Regions from separate parts of the Mus musculus genome. Here all the other regions are linked to region 3. Evidence: chromatin contacts called from public Hi-C data. All regions are on one chromosome and are shown on one strand. The core of a region is the stretch at or near the end of the contact, and the rest is flanking DNA. Distances in the headings are between cores, read along the strand shown. Region 1 has its middle 360 kb from the start of Zfat. Region 2 has its middle 190 kb from the start of Zfat. Region 3 has its middle 410 kb from the start of 1700012I11Rik. Region 4 has its middle 270 kb from the start of Zfat.

What was found. A called contact is a pair of places that touch in the nucleus more often than the background predicts.
Region 1: a Hi-C map of bone marrow-derived macrophages shows a contact between it and region 3, with 2.2 times the contacts expected there. The contact joins two enhancer-like sites. A contact is called at or near these places in 1 of 484 Hi-C or Micro-C datasets (bone marrow-derived macrophages) and 3 of 115 datasets of contacts at active chromatin or transcription factors (bone marrow-derived dendritic cells, differentiating embryonic stem cells and fibro-adipogenic progenitors).
Region 2: a contact with region 3 is called in a Hi-C map of bone marrow-derived macrophages, with 18 read pairs. The contact joins two enhancer-like sites. A contact is called at or near these places in 3 of 15 datasets of contacts at CTCF or cohesin (the NIH/3T3 cell line, large pre-B cells and pro-B cells), 7 of 484 Hi-C or Micro-C datasets (the C10 cell line, the N1E-115 cell line, bone marrow-derived macrophages and 4 more) and 1 of 115 datasets of contacts at active chromatin or transcription factors (bone marrow-derived dendritic cells).
Region 4: a contact with region 3 is called in a Hi-C map of bone marrow-derived macrophages, with 4 times the contacts expected there. The contact joins two enhancer-like sites. A contact is called at or near these places in 1 of 15 datasets of contacts at CTCF or cohesin (large pre-B cells) and 3 of 484 Hi-C or Micro-C datasets (the C10 cell line, bone marrow-derived macrophages and large pre-B cells).

Annotation. Positions count from the first base shown.
Region 1 is chr15:67,899,394-67,902,093 of GRCm38.p6, forward strand. No RefSeq gene overlaps it. Among named protein-coding and RNA genes, the nearest start is that of Zfat, 360 kb to the right of the region's middle. Within about 2 kb of position 1,393, at least 70 of the 459 cell types and tissues checked have an H3K27ac peak or open chromatin away from gene starts, as enhancers often do. A contact at or near this core is called in bone marrow-derived macrophages and fibro-adipogenic progenitors, where this site is marked.
Region 2 is chr15:68,069,928-68,072,627 of GRCm38.p6, forward strand. No RefSeq gene overlaps it. Among named protein-coding and RNA genes, the nearest start is that of Zfat, 190 kb to the right of the region's middle. Within about 2 kb of position 1,419, at least 46 of the 459 cell types and tissues checked have an H3K27ac peak or open chromatin away from gene starts, as enhancers often do. A contact at or near this core is called in bone marrow-derived macrophages, where this site is marked.
Region 3 is chr15:67,634,985-67,637,684 of GRCm38.p6, forward strand. No RefSeq gene overlaps it. Among named protein-coding and RNA genes, the nearest start is that of 1700012I11Rik, 410 kb to the left of the region's middle. Within about 2 kb of position 1,382, at least 25 of the 459 cell types and tissues checked have an H3K27ac peak or open chromatin away from gene starts, as enhancers often do. A contact at or near this core is called in bone marrow-derived macrophages and fibro-adipogenic progenitors, where this site is marked.
Region 4 is chr15:67,988,519-67,991,218 of GRCm38.p6, forward strand. No RefSeq gene overlaps it. Among named protein-coding and RNA genes, the nearest start is that of Zfat, 270 kb to the right of the region's middle. Within about 2 kb of position 1,288, at least 8 of the 459 cell types and tissues checked have an H3K27ac peak or open chromatin away from gene starts, as enhancers often do. A contact at or near this core is called in bone marrow-derived macrophages, where this site is marked.

The DNA of each region.
Region 1 (2,700 bases), core at 143-2,642, 260 kb after region 3:
CAGACTGATAAATGAAAGGAGCCAGAGCTTTGTGTCCTATAAAGGCTGGGAAAGGGAAGGAACATAACAGGAGTGGGAGCCTGGAGCTTAAAGATTAAGAAAAGCCCATGGAGGTACAAGGACCGCAACATCTTAACAGAGCTTTGGGGAATAATTATTATTACTTCATCAAAAATAAACAGGAAGTATGTGAGGCAGTGAGTATACTCTTAGGATCCTCCTTCAGCAATGACTAGAGGTTTCAGCTCTCCCTCCAAAGTCAGTTTCCTTTATACAAATTCTCTCTTCTCAAGGCTTTTTAACCATTCATCATCATTGTAAACTAGTGATTGTAGTGATTTCATCAGTATCCCCTCCATGCATGGCCATGGTCACCATATGACATCATCCCTGCTTGCAGGCTCCCGTGTTTAGACATCTGGTCCTGTTTCCAGCTGGTGCTGCTCCTTTTTGAGTGTGGGGTCTGGCCAGCAGAAACGGAACCCCAGGGGTTAGCCTTAAAGGGTTATGGCCAGGCCCTGCTTTAGATCCAGATCCCATGCTTTCTGCTTCCCAATCAGCCAAGATGTGAAAGAGGTGCTTTCTCACTTTGCAGCTGCTGCAGATGACGCATGGTCGTCCCTCGGTTACACCATGCCCTCTCTGGTGTGCTGTGGGATCTGAACATGAGATCAAAATCCTTTCTTTCTTAAGTTGCTTCTTTCTAGCCACTAGAAAAGTAACTGAAGCAACCACACCTTATTTATTTAAATCAAGCAGCAGACTGGATCCGTTCCATGCATGACAGTTTGGTGAGTGTTGCTTTACATAATGAATTGAAGAACAAACTGCCTATTGTCAATACAAGGTACATTGATAGGGAATAAGGACCATGATCCAGGACGGGATCAGGGACCAGAAAGAGTTGTTTTTAAGACAGTTGCTAAAGTGAGCCACTAGAGCTTAGTCCCAAGAATAAACTGAGGAGTACAGTTAAAATCCAACCTCAGAATCATCCCAACCCTAGGCAGAAGAGGGCTGAGGTCTTAATATGTCCTCTCATATTCCCCACAGCTTTAGAGCTGCTCCTAGGAAGAAATAGTGTTTCCTGGAAATTCCAGCCCATGCAAATCTTAGGAAGATTGAGTGTTTCGTTTTCTTTGAGCATGGCAGCACTGGCCCCAGGGGTCAGGAGAGCGATTCAGAAGCAGCAGGAAGATCTTTGGTGCTGGAGAAAGTATACTGTCTGAAGTTGGCTCTGTCCTTTGCATCAAGCCTGCTTTCAGCTCACTCACCCTTCATACTGATTGAATAAAGACATTGAAATATCTTAAGAAAGAGTCTGACTATGGAGAGAGCTGAATCCAAGGCCACATCATCAGAACTCTGCCTCTGATTCTTTAAACCCCAGCCAAGGATTGGCTGTTTTAGGTCAGGGTAACCTAACATCGATGTTTCTGTAACTGAGTGTGTATTCACTTGATGACAACATCTTTTCTAAAAGAATGAAGAGATCCTGAATAGGCCTGTGTAAGCACACAGTAGGTCCTCAGTATGGCTAACCTTCAAACCATTCTCACCTGTGATATAAGTAGAATATACTCACTTTGTAGAAAAGAACAAAACAAAATTCTTGCCTTTTATTATTTTGAGGCTCTTCTTCGGCCCGATTCCACAAGCTAATGTGCTCTTGCCAAATGCAGCTGTGGACTCATCAGGAAGACTTTGCCTCTGCCGACTCTTCTTGCACTCGCTTAGTGGATGGCACAGTGTGCTGCTTGAGTAAAGCCGCAGTGCTGCTGGCTGATGGGAGTTGAAACCACAGAGCTGAAGCCCTGCGTCCAGAAGCAATTTCATTCTCATTGCATGATCTATTCTTCTCACTGGCTGTCCCACCGAGCCTGACTCCGTGGGAGAGAACCGTTCTTGCCCAGCCATCATGATGTTCCAGAACCCTGGGGCTCTTCCAAGCAGCATATTTTCAGGCTCATTTCATTTTCTGTCTTGGATTCAACCATCTGGAAAAGAAGTTGGGAGAATGACGCCCCATCTCTTGTCCCACCGGACTTGGAGAGGACATGCCAGCCAAGTTCATGTCAATCTGTTTGTAGATTGGCAAAGGAAAGAAGACCCCCCAGGGCCCCCTGGTGCTGATTGGGACCATGTGCAGCTGCTGGTGGAGTCAGCTCTTTCTGGTTCCCCACCCTGTATGAATATCACGAGTCAGCTTGGCCAAAGTGAACATACAGAGAGAGGAGAAAACTCCTGTCTGTCACTCTTCTTCCCAACCTCAAAGGCTAGCTGTGGAAGAAATTCACTGTCAGGGAATCAACAAGCAGATCTGGGCCTAGGTCAGGAGAGAGTAGTGACATTGCAGAAGTGACCATTGGATAAGATATTCAGCATAGAGGCAGCCCCATGGAGCACAGGACAGATTCCTGCATTGTCTCCTGGCTCTGCCTCTTTCTAGGTCTGTAAACTATGGTGCTTATAACATCCTGTGTCCTCAGCATCCTCATGTGTGTGAAGAAGAACATGCTCTTACTGTTACAGCAAGAATCTCAGCAAAAATTCAAAACAAGGATGACAGACACTAGCCAGCTTTGTAACTGTCATTCACACTGATGGGTTTAGACAAGCTGACTTCAATCAAAAAAGGCACACTCGGAAGTCTTTGGTTGAAATCCTGGCTCTATTTCCAGTTTTCCAAAGTTTGACCCT
Region 2 (2,700 bases), core at 169-2,668, 430 kb after region 3:
GCATAAAATACAAATTGCACCAGGGCAATCCACAACAGTTACCTCTCCAAGAGGAGCTCAGTGCCTTGAACCATATCACTAACCTCATCAAACTAGGACAGGTATCTGCTATCAGCACTCTACACAGGTCCCCACCTGCCTCGCCATCACTGGTCATAAAGACACACACTGGAGGCTGCTGAGAAAGGAGTGCAGAAGGAGAGAAGTCTGAATATCACAGGTGCTACATTGAAGGGGCAGAATAAACTGTAAAGAGATAAATCTGAGCCACAAGAAGCAGGATAATCTGTTAACTGACAACCTCAGAACCCCAAAGCCATTCACACAAGTATGGTATGGGGTAGAGAGCTTAGAAGTCATCATGGGCACACTCCCTAATATATCTAATTCTAGTTTCATTTGTCTGCCTCTGATGATATCTCAGTAGCTAAGTGCTCTCCTGGATTCCACTAAAAAAGCCACGAAGTAAGAATTAGGGCTAAGCTCCCGCAGAGTCTAAGACTTGGTTCCCTCTGGGTACAGAGTCTCTGCAGCTGAGAAAGGAGCACCCCTGTTAGGAAGGTAAGCTCTATTAGGTGGGGAGCCATTTGATCCAGCAAAGTTTTATCAATAAAGGTGGGGTTCTGAAAAGAAGAGATAAAGAAAATGGAGCTGTAAGTGGAGAGAACCTGGAGGTCAGAGAAGCTAAACCGCCTGGGAACTGGAGCATCAGGAAGGTATCAATGTACTGAAGACAAAGAAAGAAAGGCAGGTATGTATGAGACCCAACCTTAAATGGGAACTTCAGTTTCTGATTATCCATCCACAAGGATGTCCCTATATACTCATGAGAAGTTACAATAATGTTTATCAGCAGAACAGACTATTCCTTCCATTTTGTGTTGATTTGGCTGGGTGGGGGGTGTTTGAAATAAACAAAAGGCATCCTGTTCTCTCTTTCCCTTCCATTTTACCAACAACACATTATATCAAGAGATCGGAGTTGTGAATATTATTCCTTGCACAGAAAGAGTGAGAGTAAAGGCTATATCACCAGCTCTGGAAAATTTTAATGCCAAGCAGCTTCACGTACCAGGGACCTGCAAGAGTAAGGCACACCAGAGCAAAAGGGCAAAGATTGTCCTTCAGGCATTGAGAATAACTGGACATAAGAGACATAGACCAAAAAAAAAAAATGATGCCACTGGAAAGGAAGCTATCCCATCCCATTGGAGTGCCTCTGGCAGCTAAGAACACAACATGGGCAGTTCATGTTTTATCCCTGGAGATGATTAAGAGGAAATGCGAGTCATCTTGGTGTTCTCCCCATCCTCAGCCGAATGGAGCTTTTATTATCACAGTGCAAAGAAGAGTCAGGAGCTGAATGGTGCTGAACTCCATGGCTGGGCTCCATGTGTGTTTCATAGCCATTCATTAATATTCATGTTGTGACTAAATGACCCCGTTCAGCATCCTCCCACACTCCCTGCTTCCAGCACTTGGTCCCTACTGTGACCCCCTTGGAGGGGTGCCCGCCTGTCCTTCTCTCTGCCTGGAACCAAAAGTGCCTGCCTATCTCATCACACAGCGCCTGACATGCTCATGTCAGACACTGACACCCTACATCAAGCCTTTCCTTCCACCCATCCAAAATCAAATAAGTTACAATGTGGCCATTTATCCTCCCTCCCATTGTCTCCGCAGGCTGGCCCTGCCGCGGGGGAGGAAGGACAGATGGAGTCATCCCCTGGGATACAGAGAGATTACCTCCTGCACTGCACACAGCAATCTTGTCTTCTCCGTAAGCTAGCTTTCAGCAAAGCCTGTGCACTCTGAAGTGCAGTGTGTGGTGAGGACAATGGATGCATATTATTCCATTTTTCCAATCCCCATTCTGAGGACTATTTGTCCCAGTAAACTCTGGGCAGACTTCCCATCCTTTGGCTGAAAAGAGGTACACGACATATACCCTGCCGCTGTTGTGTTCTTCTCAAATTGAAACGGGCACTCTGGAATGGTGGTGGTTATGTGGTCCCCATGGGGAAGACTGCAGAGACCTGGTCTGTGGCTCCAGTGTCCAGTGATGCAGCCAAAGGGCAGCCTCTCTTTCTCTGTGATCATTCCATGGCAGGACTTAAAACTCAGAGTAGCACACAACTTATAAAGCTCAGGCTATGGGGTAGAAAGACAGGTGAGCTATTGATGAAGTCTTGAGGAGTCAGGGAATACAGTGGACATCACATATCAGACCAGGTCTCATACATTACGTTAGTGCCTTCATCTCTTCTCCATGTACCTAACAGATACATGTGAAACAGTATTCTAGGTGCTGTGCTGCTATGCAGCTGAGTAGTGAGCAAAGCAGAACCTTCTTGGTCCACACATTCTGGTCAGGGGCCAGTCATGCTATAGAGAGACAGGTGAAAAATAAAGGCAGAGATGAAGGCTGATGGAGATAGAGTCAGAGGTGGGTGGGCAGCATTGCCGTTTTGCTACAGGATAATCAGGGATAGCTGTGGTCAAAGAGCATCCCTAGGAACAAGACAACTTCAGGATTCTGTGCTCCTCAGGAAGGGGGAGCCATGGGACAATGGTGAGTAGAGAAGCCATCTGACCTAGTTGGGCTTTCACGGGCCCCATTGTCCGCACAAAGGACAAGGCAAAAACAGGAAAGCCTGCCAGCTAAGGAAATAGCAAGGGAATGTTGGCCTTGGGCCTGGC
Region 3 (2,700 bases), core at 132-2,631:
TATATTTATATATTTATGCATAATTAGAAATCACTAGCTCATTTTTCTGTGATACATGCAACAAGAAGATACAGAGAAAGAACTAAGTAGGGTGATCGTTTCCATAAACCATGACTGCACTTCAGGCATGGGCTGCCCTTCTCCTGGTTATTATACTCATAAAGTACCTATAAAAATGACTTCATGTAGCTCCACATTTATTGTCTGTCATTGTCCCATGGATCAAGTTGGGTTTACAAGCCAGGAGATGATTTTCTTCCCATTTCAATTGCTATCCTTTTTTATGTCATCTGGATTCTAGTACTGATCAGTCTTTGGACACATTTAACAGCTGAGGTACAAGGACAAGTCTGTGACTGACCTGGCAAGTTGTAGAGGTCACACTGTAGCCTGAACATCACCTTGTGCCACTGTCACATCGAGTTTATAGTTCTGAATCTCTTGATTAACTAGGCTTCAGCTGAGAGAAGCCCAGACTTTATGGAAGGTTACCTATAGAGGACATTTTGCTTGCAATTGTTATTGATTAACCACCAATGGGTTTGTAAATCAGTCTCTTTGATAGTGGATGTGAAAAGTCTTAGGCACATAAAATGTGCCTATAGAATCCTTTAGGTATTAAAAACAAAACCCAATATCTAAGTTAAATTGTTTCAATTTCTAAACTTCCCTCTCTTTGAAGATTATGATCAGCTTCTTTTTTTGTATAGCAAGAGATTATGGGACAGGGATTTGGCTAAGTCAAGTTCTAAAGGAAGGGGATGGGGACGTTTGTTTGTTTGTTTTTGTTTTTTGAGACAGGGTTTCTCTGTATAGCCCTGGCTGTTCTGGAACTCACTTTGTAGACCAGTCTGGCCTCGAACTCAGAAATCTGCCTGCCTCTGCCTCCCGAGTGCTGGGATTAAAGGCATGTGCCACCATGCCCGGCTGAGGATGGGGACTTTTAAGAGACTCTTTTCCCAGGGCAAAAGTTTAAGGGCTGCAATACACTATTGCTCTGTATATCCTTCATGGCTACTGAAGGCTGCATACTTATGCTTCTCTGCTACAGGGTGCTCGACCTCCTCCTTCATCTATTCAAGGATGAGAAGACAGAGGCCAGGTTGTCGTGAGCTGTGGGAGATAGTGGCTGCCCATAGTAAAGAGAGGCACTGATACTTGGACCAAGTCCTAACATCCCTGTTCCAAATTGGGCATTGTCTTTTCCTATGCACAGGCTAAATTTTTTAAAAGGAAAAAGTACTTTAGATTGTGGAATGACAAGACATTGTAGTCTCAATTTTGGCCCTGATTGCCATCACTTGAGGTTTTGACTGGGACTATGGGACCCACTTCCAGTATGACTCATGGTCATGCTTGACAAATTGTTGGCAGGAAATGAGAGCTAGATGTTGGCAGGGAGCTTCAAATACTCTCTCCACGAGGCTTCTTGAGAGTCCTCACAGCAGGTCAGTAAGCATCTGAAAGATTATGTAATCCAGAACAGTACAAGGGAGAAGTCACTTTGACTTTGTGATCTGCCCTTTCAGTTGCTCTCTGTCATCTCCACACTGCTCCTTTTGTCATAGCTCTATTCAAGAGCATGTAGATACAATGGTGAGACTCACTGAAGAGACTGGTTGCCATTGCCAGGTTCAGATGATAATGGATCAGAAGGGAGCTACACATGTACAAAAGTTAGTTCTATAGCTCACAATGGGCTAGGGCTAAGAGATCAGGATTAAGGATAAAGATGATGGAGACCGGAATTTGTATGGCAGATTTTCATTTAAAACCCAGAACATTAACTAGGTGTATCCAACTCAGATATGCAGAGTAGAAATGCATCTCAAATAAGAAAAACCTGCAGAATAGAGTTTAAAAGTCAATTCTCTGGTCAGCAGATAGACAAAATGTGATCATAGTCAGACAATAACTGGCCTAACAGATGGAGTCAACTGAATTGAATTTTTAATCTAAATGGAAATAAAGGATAAAAGAATGAAAAGGCAATACAATCCTGGTTCCCAAATCCAACACTGCCAGCAGCAGTATCTTTGGGGTAAAATATGGCATGCAGATCAGCAAATCTGGTGATATGCACCCCAAGGAAGTTCACGAGCCCATGTCCTCTATAAGTGGAAAAGAAGAAAGGTGTAGAGTTTGAGAAAGATTTTGTGCAAAACAATGTGGTTCCTGCAAAGATGTTGTAATGTTTTTACCATGTTCAAGCTCAGGCAGCTGATTTGTGATTCTTTCCAAACATGGGTCAGTATTTCAGCATCTCACTCGGTTGGATCTTTACGTGAAGATTCACATGGGCTTTGTCTCCCAGCATTCATGCTGAGAAAGAAATCTCATTTTGCATTGCAGCATAATTTATTCCTCATTAGTCTAAGCTATGACTTGCTCACGATTACATTCAATTGCAGTGTTTACAGATTCATTTTCATAATATTTCCTCTGGGCTTATTATTTCCACTTGTAAAAATGAACTAAATATTCTAAGTCAGAGTAAGCTGAAATCATTTGCAAGGGGCCATAGCTCTGCGTCACACTTGGGAAAGAGCTTTGTTATAGCAGACAGATGATGCTCCATTTAAGAGAACTTGAGTTTCAGGCCCTTGTGAAGTCTCTTATTTTCATCAAGTTTTTTTTTCTTTTTCTGCCATGGTACTCTGTGGCATTTGCATGAATGACAGTGTTATGAGATTGCTTGCT
Region 4 (2,700 bases), core at 38-2,537, 350 kb after region 3:
GTGTGTGTGTGTGTGTGTGTGTGTGTGTGTATGTATGTATGTGTGTGTGTGTGTGTATACATATACATATACATATACATATACATATACGCATACGCATACGCATACGCATACGCATACGCATACGCATACGCATACGCATACGCATACGCATACGCATACGCATATATACATATATACATATACATATACATATACATATATATATATATATATATATATATATATATATATATAGCTTTGAGACAAGTTCTCACTATGTCGCCTTGGCTATCCTGAAACTCACTATACAGACAAGACTGGTCTAGGACTCAAAGAGATCTCCCTGCATCTGTCTCCCAAGTGCTGGGACTAAAAATAAATATGCCTACCTGACAAATATTTTAATTTCAAATGACTGTTGTAAGTAAATAAGCATATAAAACAATTGACTGGTAGAAAATATTTGCAAAATTCATACTCAAGAAAGGACTCATACCCATAATTTTCAAAAACGACATATATCCTATAACACAAAACAATCAAAGGATGGGAAAATTATGCATAGAAGTGTCATCAGTTATGAAATGGCTAATTTATACATTGCAGGTGCTAATATAGGGATATGAACAAAACCACAGCAAAATACATTCCCACAGAGAGTAAGTATAATACAGGAAAAGGATTAAAGCTGAATTCTGAAGACGTAGAAACATGGGTAATAGCACATCACCAGTGATAAGGACGTTGTGCAAACACTTTGGAAAACATTCCAGCAGTTTCTAGAATGTTAGACACGGACCTGAGAGGAGCCACTGATCTACTCTTAGTTCTCTATTCAAGGGCAAGGAAAATGTTGAATAGCATGTGAATATTCACTGCAGTCTTGTTCAAATAGAAAAAGTTTCAAGTAAGCTATGTGTCTATTAATTGTGGGATAGATCACTGAAGTGTAATGTATTCACTAAAGTGAATAGGATTTAGCAATAAGGAATTGAGATGGCTCATTGAGTAAAAACAGATGACACCAGACCTGACAAGTCCCCAGAACCCGCATGATGGAAGAACAAAAGCTGTCTCCTTCCTGCAACCAGTCTTCCAAACTCCACATCCATACACATCGAGACATGCATGTGTATACACACATAAGAAATAAATTAATAAGAAAACAACTTTAAAATGCAATAATGATGCATGCCACAGCACCAGATGAGGTTCATTTTCATGACATTAAGTGAAATAAGCCAGATACAAAAAGCCTCATATTACGTAATTCTGTAAAAGAAACTCAAGAATAAGCAAAATACAGAACCAAAAATAAAGTGCTGGTTGCTTGGAGCTGTGGTTGGAAACATGGATTAATATAGACACATGTGATCTTGTCGTACGGATAAAAAAAATGTCTTGAAATTGATTTACAGTGATGGCTGCATTTGGCAAGGTTACTAAATATAATTGAATTGTATATTCAAGCTGAGTGAATTTAATGTTATATAAATAAAATTCAATAAGCCTATTAAGAAACAATAAGCCAAAACAGCAGTGTTATGGACTGAATGTTCACATATCCCAACATGGCTGCAATTGTATCTGACCCCTGGGAGGTAATTAGATAATGAGTGTGGAATGTTGGTGAATGAGAGCTTCCCTGCCTCCCCCTCCATACTTTCTTCCATGTAATGATAGCTGTCTGCCATGCAGAAGAAACCCTTCCCACAAGCCCCACACCACCAGCATTTGCCATGTCAAATTTGTGACCAATGACTTTGGTCTCCAGGACAGTGAAAAATTAAACCTGAACAAACCAGCCTCTTGCCATTCTTTAAAACAGCTGAGCTGACTAAAAGATAAAATGTGGATGGAAGGGAGACTGGGTCAGAGTGTTTGCTGTGCAAGCTTGGGAACCTGAGTTCAAATCCCCACCACCCATTTAACAGGTCAATGTAGCTGTACCCATATCCCCAGTATTGAGGGGTATGGGAAGCAGAGACAGGAGGATTGTTCAGCTTGCTGGCCACCAGCCTTGTTCCAGATTCATCAAGAGACCCTACCTTCAAGGAGTGATAGAGGGGTAGATCTGGACACTCAACACACCCTCTCCTGGCCTCCATATGTCCAGAGGCTATGCACACACATGGGTATACATCATATATATATCTCACACAAGTAAAATGAAATATCAAATATCAACACATGTTTAAAACAGAGAACAGTCTGGAATGCAAACTTTTGCTTTCTTTAAGTTTGAAATATCTCACATTTTCCAATTTTAACAATAAATCGGTAAAGATGTTTACTACTTGAGACACAAGGTTGTCCATGGGGCTGTATCTTGCCATGACTGGAAAGTACTTCTGAGGTAGCTATATCATTGTTATTGTTGCTTTATGAGTTATCGAAAATCTATGCTTGGTAATTGCTTTAGTGGTTTTTACTCATCTTCAGCAATACTTGACTTATAACTGGGCTCAGAGGAGATCACTGTCAGCTTAAATCAGTGCCTTCTCTTCTCCCAGATCCAATGAGAGAATTTCCACAGATACCTTAGCCACTCAAGAGTTTCTTCCTGAGAATGCTGAATCTTCTAATTAGAAAATATTGCTGTCATAGTGAATAGATACGGTGATGTGAGATGAACAAGAGGAACCAGGAGATAAGCAGACTCATTTGCTCAGTGATTCTCTTATCCACGCAGTCCCCTCTCAGCCACTGATAACCAAA